Linked DNA regions of Anser cygnoides: region 2 is linked to region 1. The links are chromatin contacts, called in public Hi-C maps. All regions are on one chromosome and are shown on one strand. The core of a region is the stretch at or near the end of the contact, and the rest is flanking DNA. Distances in the headings are between cores, read along the strand shown. Region 1 overlaps LOC136791594 (a long non-coding RNA gene). Region 2 overlaps CHST13 (carbohydrate sulfotransferase 13).

Region 1 (6,935 bases), core at 1,435-3,934:
CCATCTCATGAGCCTTCTCTCATCTGACCACATTCCTTCAGGTCCCCTCTTTTCAGGTCCATATAGGACTGCACCCTCAGGAAGTGAGAGCAGTCCCCTGAGGACAGGAGGCTTTGCACTTTTTTTTTTTTCACTTTGCAAGTGATATTAGTGGGTTTTAAGGTGTATCTCAAACTCCTTTAAAGTAGTATCTCAAACTCCTTTTTAAAGTCAGAAAATAAAAATTTGATGTCTTATGCTCACGCATACGTGTACATACATAACTCTTTTTCTATACATATGGTTGCTTAGAGCAGTATATTTTTGTACTACCAGGACACTTAGACGTGATTCTGTACTGCAGCCCTTAGAAGAGATTCTGGTCTACCTAACCACTGAATTTCCTGTTGTATTATCCCCAGCAGTTCAGGGCAACATCATGGAAAACACCAGTTTAAAGCTGGTGAGAGGGGAAAAAAAAGGCTAACTGGTGCTGGGTGCCCTTGTGTGTACTTATCTTTTATTCTCTGGAAAAATTAGTCTGTGGCTGTAGCCTGGTTTTATTACAATAGCCAGTCCCTGATGTTGCTGCTTTGAGTCTAAGATGTCTAAAAATAACTGAATAAATCACTCAAATGAGGCAGTAAGCAAATAGATTTGCCCACCTGTTTATTAATAAACACTTGCACCCGAATCTATATTTCTATATTAGAACATGGCTCTGCATCTCCTGTGGGTATAAAAAGAAAAACACCTGGCAAAGAGCGAGGGCAGTAAGGCAAGTACAAAGTTTCCACAGTAAACATATTTGTGTTTGCTGAGCAAGTGTTGCCTTAGGAAGGCAGGAGAGGCAAGCAGTGAGCGCTTGCTTGCAGAGCCTCGGATTACCAAGCACGGGGAGAGCTGACTCCGACAGCTGCAGGTCTGCAGATTGCAGCTAGATTGAAACATGGGCAGTGTTTTTGGGAGAAGGGACTCACAGGCATCCTTCCCAGCCTCTTTCAACGCCGACTGTATGCATGCAAAGTCCAAGTGCGCTTCCTCCTTGGAGTTTGGTTTCAGAAAACAGCCAGGGGATGGTGCAGTAGTGAAGCTGAGCTTTGGTGGGGTTTGTTTATGTTCTGGGGTTTACCACTTGGAGGGTTCCTCCGCAGGATGGCTCAGCATGTGCTCTAATCCTCACCCTTGTGGAAATATCTCTGCTGCCTTGCAGAGCAGTCCTTTCTCAGCATCAGCGTAGAGGTGACCCACAGTGAACCTTTTCTGGTGGGACCTGTGTTCGTTTACTGGCAGAGCTGTAACGTGGGGGGAAAGGACAAAGGAGGCAGGGAGGAAGCTGAAAATGACTGTGCTTGGTGTAGGGTTTATGGGTGTGTGTGTGTGTGTGTTGGGCTGCCCTGATGGTGAGTGTGGTATGCTTGCTGTAGGATAGAGGTAGCTGAAAAAAAAACCAAAAACAACTGGATGTGACCATCCTGATGGCTCCTCTTGCTTTCTCTTCACTGCTAGAAGCTGTGGTGCACGGCTGTCCCATTTGTGTTTCTGCCCCCTCACAAGGTCAGCTGGAACATGCTGAATGAGGGACAGAAGGATAGCAAAAAGCAAGCAAGGTAATATCTGACTGGGATGTGTTGAGGTGTGGCAAATTTCAGGACTGTGTCTGGGTGTCTCAAGTCTTTATATGCAGTTTCCTAGCTCTGCAAGTGAGACCCAACAGCTCGAGCAAGGATGATACCTCCTTATAATTAAACAAATTGTTTTGCATTAGACTAAGACAAAATTTCCCATCAACTACCTCCAGCTGTAATGGTGCAAAGGTGATGACAAGCTTTCATCAAAGCATGATCTGAGCACATGACAGACAGCTGCACCTGGACCTAGCTCCTCTAATGTATTTATAGAGCTTTGGGTTCCCCTCTTCCACCAGCAGTGGCAATAAAGATTGTTTTTGTGAAACTGTTGGTCAGTATTATCATATTTCACAGCTTTATTTTACATGGTGATTTTCCTGACTACAATGTGTTGTGATAGCGACTGCTATCTGCAATTGAGATCTGTCTGCAGTTCCCTCTTGGGAGAGGAGTATCTCCAGGTCAGACATAACTTTTTTTTTTTGAGCTAAGTTAGGGAGTAGGAAGTAGAGAAGCATTTTTCCTTTTAATTTTCATTAAGAGCTGTGTCCAGTAGGGATAGGTATAGTCAGAGACACATGGGACCTGGTCTGGGCAGATCAGAACTGCAGAAAATTGCTGAAAGCAGTGGTCTACAGAAGTCCTCCTTCAGTATATGACTGCCAAAGATGTGTCGCTTTGATCCTGAAATAGGAGCTGACCAAGTGAGGTATCTCTGCAGCCTTCCTTGGAGTGTCCTTGCTCAGCTGGAGGGCAAGCATAAAGTAGCCTCAGCTAAGGGGTCCCTCCTGGCTGTTCACAGGATTTTCATTGATGAAAAGTTCATGTTGAAAGCTGGGAAAGGAATAACCTGCCAGACATTTGAAAAAGCACTAAGGGAGGCTAGACATGTTGAAGCAATAGGAGGGGATGGGTCACTTAATTTTGCCGCAGCAATCTCTTTCCATTTGGTTCTACTTGCTGGGCCCAAGGCATAGCGTAACTCATCCCAGAACAGTTGTCCAAAGGACAGACTCTAATGAGGTTAAAAATGATTCACGCTCATTCTCATTACCTCTTAAAATAATGTGTAATGCCATTAGTTTGTGGAGATCTTTGAGAAGAACATCCTTAGACATGTGTTTCAAGTGATTGTCAGACCTAAAAGATCAGAGGAAGCAGCTCCCTGCCTGAGTCTGGTGTTACATGATTTCTGGTAGGAAGCAGCTGTCGGAGCCTGTGCCACTGAGGATTTGGACGTTATTTGGGATACACATGAAAATTTCAATGGTCTCATGGCTGCACAGCTATTTCTGAAGTACCTCCACAAGGCAACCGCTAATACAAAGTGAGCTGCATGTTTTTAAACAAATAAGAGGATTTAGGTTAAACATTAACTTTTGGTCATTTCAGCTCTGATAGCTTTGGCCTTCAGGTTGATCATTTAATAAGCTCCTTCCTGTTGCTACAGCAACTGCAACCCTGGAACACCTTGATGTTCAAGTCAGCAAAAAAATAAAATAAAGCTTGTTCTGAAATTTGTTCAGGCTTCTATTGATAAGTGTCTGTGCTCAGAGTCAATTGTTCAGACAAACAAGGCTTGGAAATGTACCGTGGGGTTTAATGCAATCCTTGCACAACCCCATCCCAATCCATCGGCTCTTGCGCACAGCTGAGAAAAAAAGACTTGTATTTTTTTTTTGCCCTTCTGACATGCATTAAGCCATTCAGTGATGCTGTTTCAAGAAAGCAAACAGACTCGTTTGTTCTTCTTGGTGAGTTATCGTTGTACGCAATGTAATTCTGGCACAAGAACGTGCATGCCCTCTTCAATCTGCTGTGCACCAGTGAGTGAAGTGCGATGCAAACTGACTTTTAGAAGGACAGCTTTCATCTGCATCTCCTCCCAGCATGTGCTTGAATGCAGCACCATGCCAAATCTCAGCTGCCTTGCCTTCTGTCCCTTTCAAATACAACTTATAGCCAGAAGGTCGTTTCTTCTTTGAGCCCTCCCAGATTTAAAGCATTTGAAACTTACCCTAAATGCTGATCTTATTTTACAAACAAGTTCTGGGATAGCTTCTCAGCTGGTGTAAATCAATATTGCCGTGTTAAATACACTGCAGCTGTGCCATTTAATGCCAGATGAGGTTTTGGCTAGTTGGTTTTGCAGCAGTAGAAACTTTTCAGTTCTCTTGCCTTCTATTAATTTTATTCTTAACACTGTGTTTGAGTTCCTCTCTCTAATTTTCAAGGACAACTATTGTTTTGTATTGCTATGTCTGGGCAATTGCATCTCCATCTCTGACATGTGCAGAGGTCCAGAGTTTAGAGGGGGAGCAGTATGCACTTTTCTTTCTAGGAAGAGTGCTCTCCCTGAGAGGTAGCAATATTTTAATGAGATGTGGGGTTAGCTGAGTGCTCATCAAAGCTGATGGCAAAGCTGTCTTTAGAGCACAGCCCTGAGGGCATCTTGTTTGAGCTGTGTTTCACAATTGTTTTTAAATGTAAAGCTTTATGGCTTAATTTACAGTACAGCTGGCAGGAAACTTTTTTTCTTCCTTATCCTAAAGAACACTTGAAGCCTTCTAAAATAGTCCTGCTCCATGGTGAGATGAACTGACAGCTCCCAAACTGGAGGGCAGAAGCAGCTCACTGGAACTAGCTAAAGGTCCGGTCGTTTGGATTCTTCTGGGGAAGCTTAAGCATATTTCAATCGGCAGTCTGAATCCAGGCAGCCTGAATCAGTCTCCTGTGTTGGGGCGGATGGCCTGGCCAACAGTGCTTTGCTGCTTCATGCTTTTACTTCCTGATCTGGTTCTGAAAAGTACACCCTGGACCTGAGATAACATTTTTCCTGAGCTGTCACTATGAAAGCTATTCCCAGGAACTGTTTCAATTTCTGTGAGTCTGCATTTTCTGTCAAAATAACATTTTTGTCAAAAACCTCCAGACTGTTTCTCATCCAAAGCCTGTTGAAGTCAATGAAAAACATTCCTCTTCAAGGGAATTTTAATTACTATTAAGTATATCAGAATAAAAGCATAATCACATTAGGAATTTGCTCTCTTGACAGAGGTCCATATTGATCTTTGTTTTTTTCTGCACTAATGAGAAGTAGGAATGGGGCTATCAGATAAGGGTCTGGACTTCCACTTGGTCTGAAGAAATGGGGTATGAGACGGGTTCATGCCTGCCAGAAAGCTTGTGTTCCTTTCCCTCCTGGAATAGTCAAGCAAGGATAGCCTGCTGCAAAGGACAGCCTTGGTCACACAGTAATATTGTGGTCAGATGTGTGTTAATATAAATCCATGCTGAATTTAAAAAAAAAAAGGCAAAACAAAAACAGTTCGTAAACCAGAAACATGGCCTTTTCTTCCTCCCTCAAAACTTTTGGCTGATAGAGCATCATAGATCTTAAACATGTCTGGAAGATGTTCAAGAGACAACAGTTGCAACATCATCGCTTAAGGAAAAAAAGTACATAATTAAAAACAAACGACAAAAGAGAAATGAAATCACCTCTCCACCTAACTTCTTCCACAGGCATGCATGTGTGTACACACACACACATACACACATTCTCTCTCTCTCTCTCTCGCTCTCTCTTTCTCTCTCTCAAAATCTTGGTGAGCTATTAGCCTGGATGTTACTCAAGTCTTGGAGTGATCCAGTTCTCTTGGGAAGAAGAAGAAAGAAAAGCTGCCAACTTCATGCATCAAGTGGAACAATAATCCTGAGCTAAGAGAAAAGCTTCCAAGTCTTCAGATGGTGAATTATTTATCTGCTGACATAGAACAATACACACTTTGTAGTTGATGTACGAGATTTCCTATGTGTGTCGCATTAGAAAGCATGGGGGTGTGGAGTTGTATAATTTTACTCTTTTTTTTGATAGGGGAAACACCCGCTCCCTCCACGGCTTTAAAATCTATAATTAGCCACAAGGGAACCCGAATGTCTCCAGCAGCCCTTTCTGAGGTGTTTGGTTATGTTACTAGGACCAAAGGATGCTGTTGGCAAAAGTTGTTGGAGTCAAAGCCCCGGGATTATCTGCCAGCCCCTAGGGCTGGAGCATCCCAAAGGGCCCCAATCAGTGCACTGCAGTTGCTTTTTAATTTCTTCTTTTTTCCTTCTCCTGCATTATTTTTCTTTCTGGCTTTGAATCTGTCATAAGGATTTTGTCTTCAAGACTGCCTGTAAAATACCTCTCACCAGCGTGCTCTTGGGAGGGTAATGGAAACGTGGTTTGTGATTCAGCAGGGAATGCCACCTTAGAAAGTGAGCCTTCATCCCAGGATGGCCAAGCCTTGGCCCTGAAGGTGAGACCTGGCTGAAGGCAACTGCTGTTGGGATTTTGTTGCCTGAAGCCCCGAGTGGCAAGAACATGGCTCATTTTACCTAGAAAACACCTGAACTATTATGACTTAGTCAAAAACAACAACAACAAAAAAAACACCCTATATAAATAGCACCAGTTATCGCAGGGAAAAAGACTTTGTATCCTGTCACAAAGCTTTTGAGTCAGCTTTTAATTGCTTTAATCTTTATTGAAGGTAACGTTCTGTGGACCAGCTGCAGTACAGCCTGTGATCAGCAAACTGGTGCTGTGCTCCCCAGCATCCCTGAAGTAGGCAAGATGCTGCTGCAGCAAGAACTGCTAGAAATAAACCCCGGTACTGTCCTCATGCAAAAAAGCACCCACCCTGCATATTTACTGTGCATAATGTAAGGCCAGGTTATGGGCCATAAAAATACTTTGGAGTTGTTCAGCAGCGTTAACCACAACCATCTCTTGGTGGAATAAGTGCACATAACTGCTAGGTAGATGTCCTCTGCCTGGCCGGTCACGCTGCCTGCCCTCTGTGCTGGCTTTCTCAATGGAGAGGCCCAGGGCTGAAGAGAGCAGCTGGTCGTGGGGGTCAGGGTCAGGGCACGTTGTGTTGCCATTGCCCGTTTGGGAGATCAATATAGGACTTCGGCCTCCGCCACTTCAGCACCTTTCGTTGGGACTATCCTCACTCGCGTTTAATGTGAAACAGGTCGGGTGTGTCCCAAGATCACAGTCTGGGGAGTATGAGTGTTTTGTCCAGGTTGCTCGCGTGCGTTGATTCCTATTTGGATGCATTGTCTCTGCTCCTGGAAACTGTCTTTTGATGTGTAGCCCTCAAAGTAGGAGAGAAGGGGAAAAAAACAGGCATGGAGGAATGGGAAGAAGATGAGGATGCAATAGCTCCATCTCAGGTCCTGCTGTAAAATAACTTCATGCATTGGTTTTCAGAGAGCTCAGTGACAAGCGCAAGGCATCTTTTAATTGAAATACTGTGGACGGGATGCCAAAAATAA
Region 2 (6,935 bases), core at 2,167-4,666, 170 kb after region 1:
AGAGCTCAACAAGCACTTGGAAAAAAATGCGCACTCAGCAAATGCTTCCCATTGCACCACCTTGTGCATGGCCACTCCCGTCCCGGCTCTGCTCTGCATGCTTGGCAGAAGCAGCTGAGGATCTGTGCCCTGTGAGCACTGTCCTGACAGTGCGACGCTGACCTGTGAAAATCACTGCCACGAGGTATGGAGCAAGATGCACAGGCTTCACAACATGTATAAGAGGTGCATGAGCTTGCAGAGCAGGACAGGAGCTAATTATGGGCCGCTGCAGGATAGGGAGAAGTGTCTCTAGTGTGTAACTTCTTACCCTGTGATGAAAAGCTCCTTGTGCCCATTTCTGCTGCATTTAGTAGTGGGCATTGCCTGAGGCCACCGGAGAACCAGCCTATTTAATAGGGGATGCAAACATTTCCAGAGTCACTGCAGCACTGAGACACAACAGATCCATCATCACTGGCAGCAACTTGTCCGGGGGGCCGGTGGATCTATTTCCCTGTTGCCAGCCAGGCCCTGAGAGTGGCTGTTAGCAGCAGGTGCTCTGGAGACATCTCTTTCCTTTATGCAGGGTGTGAGCAAGGTCTAATGGAGACCTCAGGAGGAAGGGAACTGGTAGTCTTGCACCTCCACCCATCCACCAGCAGTTCATGGGCAATCGAAGCACAACTCCTCTGGAGTCAGGCCAGCCTTGTTTCAGCCTCACGGTGCCTGCGTCTGCCGGCCCTATTAAGCTAAAGGGAAATCAATCTCTTCAGTGCTGCCAGGAGCAAAGTTGGAAACGACCCAGCTGTGAATACGCCACCACTGCACCCTTGCCAGAAGGAACGGGCCGGCTCTGCAGATGATTGCAGGACTGAACTTGCCACCTTCCCATGCCACGGAGAAACGTGACCATGTGAATCCACTCCCATGGCCAGGGGAGGGGGCAGAGCTGCACGCCTGCATCACGACAGAAAACAGGAATTCCCGAGGAGCTTCTGACCTCCAATTAGTTTGTGCTAATTTCCCAGCTCCCTGCCTTGAAGGAAGCCCTCCGGAGCCCCAGAGATACCCGCGCCCAGCGGATCCAAACAAACAGCACCTTTGAACCTCGTGTCAACACTGCCCTCCTTGCTGCAAGGTCACTATCCCATGGCAGCAAAGCAACATCTGGCTGGATCGGGTTTCATGTCGGTGACAAATCCCCACAAAAAGCCCCGTGCTCCCACAGACACCGCTCCACGGATGGCTCCAGCCCACTGCCGCTGCTCCCCCCCGCAGAAGGGCTAGAATTGCCAGGAGATGGAGGCCTGTTAGACTTTGGCACTTCCCAGGAGAAGAATAAGCTGTTGTGACATGAGGACTTGTGGCCGAGGTGTCCCTTTGTGCACAGAGATGGGATGGGGCCTGTGGGGCACGCCATGCCCTGTGTGCTGCCGTGCAGGGCCCAGACTTCAGCCAGAACATGGCTGCCGTGCGCTCGCACCACAGGGAGAGCTGCCAAGTCGTTTATCTGCCACTTCAGCCACCACAGAGACAGTGCCGCCTTCAAAAGAGACTTTCCAGGGAGAAAGCAGCTTCCAATCCAGCTGAATAATGCTCCAAGGGACTCTTTGAAAATTAAGTCCCGTTCTGAAGAACCTGGCTCTCATCGGCATCAGGCGCTTCTTCAGCACGGCTGCGCTCAGCCGCGGTTTGTGTACGTGGTCATGTACGTAACACAGCCGTCCCAGTATGACACCCGCCAGGGCGGTGTGGTTTGCAGCATCTCCCAGCTGCAGAAACGGCTTCACGACGGGACACCTGCCCCCAGGGCTCGGTGCCGGCCAAGCAGTGCTGCAGGGAACCTGAAGGCATTTCTCCTTCATTGCCCCAGGCCATTGGGGATGGTAACTGATAAGGTAGAGGGAAGGTAGAGGAAAGAGGGAGGCAAATAGGGTCTGAAGGAGCCAGGCTGGGCTCTCCACAGTGCTGCGAATGGTTGTAGAGCTGTAGCTGTAGTAAGCTCTTGCCACTGCAGGGAAAAGGACCGGAGCCTGCAACTGGGACAGCACAAGGAGGCAGACACTGAGCCCACAAGCTTTGCACCCTCTAAACCAAGTTCTCAGCCATTTTAAATGCTGAATGGTGATTTTCACTTCAGCGCAGAACTGCTGAAGGATGTGGGTTGTGTGGCCATGCTTTCCTGTACGGGGAGACGGTGCTGAGCCACCTCCGCTGCGGATGTAGCTGCTGAACGAGGGTGTCAGACCTGCAGCAGCAGCAACTGGCTGGGAGAGAAACTGCTTTGTTCTCCCAGGAAATACCGACTCCCATCGGTCCCCGCCCAAAAATGTACAACAGTTTTATCTAATCAGAGCTCATCCAAGTATGAGGAGCTCCGGGGCTCAATGGGAAAAGCAGAAGCAGCCAGGCCAGCCAGCCCCTTCCTCTGCCCCGCTGCTGCAGCTCCCCTCGGGCTGGCTCCAGGCTGGGCACCTCCCTGCCCTGCAGCCCAAGGAAGGCTGGCCCCAGGACAGCTTGGAGAAATCTGCTCAGGGCCATCCCAGCAAGCTCGAGGGACATGGGTTTGTGCGATTCGAGCAGAGTTTGAATTCCTTCCCTGAGGCAAGGACGATCTTGTCTAGCTAGAAACAAAATTCAGGCTTGTGCAGATTTTTGTCTGCGAGTCTTCATAAGTTCAGAGCTGGAAAGTGCTACGAGGCAGGGAGCTTCAGGAAGCGTGTTCACCCAGCTGCCCCTGTAAGAGCTGCTGCAGAAGGCCAGGTGAAGACAAAACCTGCCTGGGAGAGCTGCGGCCCTTGTACTAACCTGTCCCCAGCAAACCAGCAGAAAGACATCCCCAAATCCACGTGCTGCCAAGCTTCATGGGTCAGCTTCAAGCCAGATCTCCGATAGGGTGGCCGGGATCCAAACCCCGGGCCTGCGCTCGCCCAGCCTTTCCCCAACTTTTCATAGAAAAAGGCCAGTTTTTAGGCAGCCGCCCAGGGCGAGTCACAGCAATGCCTGGGGCTGGCGCTGAGACGTATTTGCCGACTGCAGGGGAACATGTGCACGAGGCAGGGCAGTGTGTTTGCCTTTTGCAATTGCTGTCCTGTCTGCGGGGCTCAGGCCATCGGTCGGACAAAAAAGCACACTTCAGGGCAACACTGGGCTCTGCCAGTCAGCCCGGTGAGAGAAGCAGGGATTCTGGGGCTGTTACATGGCGGGGTGACCAGGTTCATCTGGCTACGAGGTCTCCTTGGCTTGGGGACCAGGCGCTGGTGGCTGCTGAAACCAACTGCGCTGCCTCCGTAGATGTCCCAGCGTCACTGCAGCCCCCGTTTGCCGGCTGGCTGGCTCTCCAAGCCTCCGGACCTCACAGGGCTCACTGTGCACTTGGCACCAGGGAAGGTCAGGTATTGCTTCTGCGTGGATCCGAAATGCACAAATCCACTTCTCACAGCATGTCCTTTGGCTCCCCTCTCCTTCCCTGTTCTCATACAGGCTGCGTGCTCTCTCAGAGCATCACGCTCTCCTTCCAACACAATAAACATAGCATTAGCTTTGCTCCCTGGCTCATTAAAACTATGAGAGAAACAAAACCAAACCATATGCCCGAGTGCTACCTCCTACGCTGGGAGATCTCCGTGAAGAACATGCAGGAAGAGGAGTTTATCCAAGCAGTGGCCACCCAGCTCCTGAGGATGCAGAGCCACTCTTTATTCCACCTTTGCCCATGCTGGGCTTTGGTTGAGCCTGAGATTTTGGCTTCGCAGGGTGGGGCAAAGGCAATTGGGAAAAGGAGAACGGGGCTGCAGAAGGGATGTTTGGGAGTTGATCCCTGTTTATCAGAGCTCTACAAGTGCATAGTTTGCTGGAATTGCAAGGAGTGCAAACCTGCAGCAGAGAGAAAACTGGGCTGGTCAGAGCAAACCTTGACAGCCAGCAATGAAACAAGGATCCCAGCATCTGGAGACGAGTGTCTGGAAAAGGGGACATGCACTGGGCAGCACCATGCGTGGGGTGCATGCGAAGTCAGGACCTAGACATGGCAATGTTCACCCCGGGCCTTTTAGGCCACCAGAGCTGCTGTATGAGATGCCCCCTCCCTCCCAGACCTCTAACTGCCTTTTAACAGGGGAAGTCTGGGGCATTCACCCAGCTGTGTCTCAAAGCCTGGATGTGTAACGTTCCCTGCTTGGCCCCACAGAGGTATTTGGGGAGTTAAGCTCTTCTTTGGGTACTCAGCTCCGAGGGGGAGTAATGGGAGTTAAGCACCTAATGCCTTTGTAGTTTCTTGGCTTCTAGCAAGCCCTGGGAAAGCCAGCTGTGTTTGCACTGGGATTAAGATGGAAGGCTTGTCATGCTCTCCATTCAGACACTGTCGGGGAAGCGGCTAAAGAAAGAAAACCCAGCGAGCAGCAAGCCCCAGTACCCAGGGAGAGCTGCTCCCTGCAGGACTGGGGCTGCCCAGCCACTGGTGTCAGCAGCAATCCCTTCCCAGCATCAGTTCTGGGCACCACACGAGTGCTCATCTCCCACCTCGGACCTGACTGAGGATCACCAGAAGGTCCCACCTGCACCAACACGGAACGAGGTCCTCCTGCTCCCAGAAGCTGCTTCTGCACAGACCTATTTGCAGGATCAATGGGAGCGGGAACGAAGCACAAGGTGCAGGTGCAGGGTGCTCCTGGAGAGTGGCAGTGGGGCCAGGATGCCAACGGGATGCGGGGCCAGCGAGGACTGCAGAGCCATCAAGGCACGAACCTCTCCTGCAGGCACAGAGTTAACTCCCGGCACGCCAAGCGCCCTCCTTCCCCTTCCCAAACCTCTCGCACGTATCAGAGATTCTCAGGAAACTGTACAGAGCCAAGACGGACGAGAAAAAACATTCCTCATGGAAGGGCTGGTGCTCGGGAGCAGATGGGCTTCATTACTGCTCTGCTTCCAGCACTGGACTGGGCTGATTTTTCCACCATCAGGGGTCATGGCTACGGCACTCCCCATCTTCAATCGTGGCAGACCCGGGGACCTTCCAGCCCGCGTTGCCCAACGCTGCTGCTGACAAACGCCCTGCACTTTGAGCGCTGCGTCCATGCACCGGCTGCCTCACAGGAACCTGAGCCCGGCAAAACTGCCCCACGACGAAAGCAAACGAAACAGAAACACAGCAGAAAAACCAACGCGATCTCAGAGGGCTTCTTAGATTTCACACCCCTGCCCACGCTTGCAGTGGTGGCCGGCGCGCAGGCAGCGCAGCCCTGCTTATCGGGAGGGCGCCCACCCCTGACTTTGGCCATGCCTGAATTTCAGCCTCAAAATACTTTTAAACAATGGGGAGGAACTGAGGTCTAAAATAGGCTCTTTCCTGTTCTAAAAAAAAAATCCCTGGTTTGAAAAGCTCTGCTGATTCCTAAGTGTTTAAGTGGCTCCGTTCTGGCTAGGTGCATTTGTAGGCTCCGGCACCAGCGCTCTGCAGGACCCCAGGCAAATCGCCTGTAATCTGTGCCCTGAAGGGACAAATCTGTAGGCGGAAGGACAGGGCTGACTGACAGCTCGCACGAGCAACCACTCATCTTGGATGCATGGCTCGGAAAACGTGAAAGGCCAGATCTGCAAGGATCAGAAGGCCCAGATCTCGGAGGCAGAACTCAGTGGGTGTTAAAACCAGACACCTTCTGGCCCAGAAAAGCCATTCGGTGGTCACTTCAGGAAAGCCAGGCCTGGCTGACATGACCAAAGCCCCACAAAGCCAGCTCCCAGTGCAGGCGATGCCTGGGCTGGTAGCTGTCTGCCAGGCAGAGCTGAAAGGCCTCAAGTCTCCCCAGTTCCCGGTGCTCCCAGCTTCGGCATTATTTCACGTCCCACTGTTAACGCCGCCGTTTGGTGCAGAGCCATCCCACGTGCACGTGCCCCCAGGGGTTCCTCTTGCCACGTGCTTCATTGTTTGGTTTGGCAGGAGCAACCTGCGATGCTCAGTTGGGTGCCTCAGTGGATGCAGGAGTGGACCAGATGGAGAGAGGGGCCTTGGTGCTTCCCTGCTCCCGCACCTTTCTGGTTCCTCATCGAAAGGTTGGAGTGATATCACGGCATTGGTGCTACTACGATTGTGGTGTCTCGTTACGCAGGAGTCATCTCAGAAGCTGAGTAAGGCTAACCCGCAAAGCCCCGTGAAGTCCCACAACTCATGCTGACAGCAGGACGAGAAAGAACAAGGAGTGCAGAAGCCAGCGTTAAGCAAGTGCTGCTAAAAAGAAGAAACAACAGCTGGATGCTGCAGTCGGACAGAACCAGAGAAGAAATAAAGCCACACTGAGGAGATTTTTTCCTTCTTGCTGGAGAAGGTGATTCAGCACTGGAACGAGCTAGGAACAACAGGAAGCGGGGAGCTCCCCATCCTGCAGGCTGCTGCTGGGTGAGGTCTGCCTGCGATGTCCCCCATCACCTCCAGCACGCACAAGCCACTGTACCTGACAGACCAAGCACCAGGTAAGAACAGAACAGCTGGAGCTCTTACGCATGGATCTCCTGGGGGCAGACTGAATGATCTCAGCCTCCCCCTTTGCCTCAGTGCAGTTCCCTCAGACCAGCAGCGACCAAAGCTTTGGTGCAGACAAGGATCAGCAGCCTCCTGCAGTTACCACGGTCTAGACGTTCTACAACTGGAGTTAGACGAAAGGATGGTCAGAGATCCATCCCCACTACTTGTTACCACCTCCTCTATGCCGAAAACATACGGCATGCAGGTCAGTGTGGCCACCGCTAACGATACACCATCCCTGGAGGAGACAGCACAGGAAAATCAACTCAGAAGAGGGACGGCAATAGTGCCAGGTGGGATCTCCTGGATGGCTGCGGGCTGACACCAGCACAACCAAGTCCCTCTGAGGGACCACACCGTGCCCAGCACCACGCTGAGACCGCACGAGGTTTGCCTAGGAATGGACCAGACCTGCCCACACCACCGGTCCAGG

The links. Hi-C and Micro-C count contacts between places; a contact is called where the count stands out from the background.
Region 2: a contact with region 1 is called in a Hi-C map of liver, with 5 times the contacts expected there. The contact joins two enhancer-like sites. A contact is called at or near these places in 2 of 7 Hi-C or Micro-C datasets (both in liver).

The regions. Positions count from the first base shown.
Region 1 is chr10:12,926,912-12,933,846 of Taihu_goose_T2T_genome, forward strand. All of the region lies in intron 1 of LOC136791594 (a long non-coding RNA gene), which reads left to right. Among named protein-coding and RNA genes, the nearest start is that of KLF15, 26 kb to the left of the region's middle. Within about 2 kb of position 2,685, at least 1 of the 3 cell types and tissues checked has open chromatin away from gene starts, as enhancers often do. A contact at or near this core is called in liver, where this site is marked.
Region 2 is chr10:13,094,240-13,101,174 of Taihu_goose_T2T_genome, forward strand. The region is part of intron 6 of CHST13 (carbohydrate sulfotransferase 13); the gene reads right to left. Among named protein-coding and RNA genes, the nearest start is that of CHST13, 28 kb to the right of the region's middle. Within about 2 kb of position 3,417, at least 2 of the 3 cell types and tissues checked have open chromatin away from gene starts, as enhancers often do. A contact at or near this core is called in liver, where this site is marked.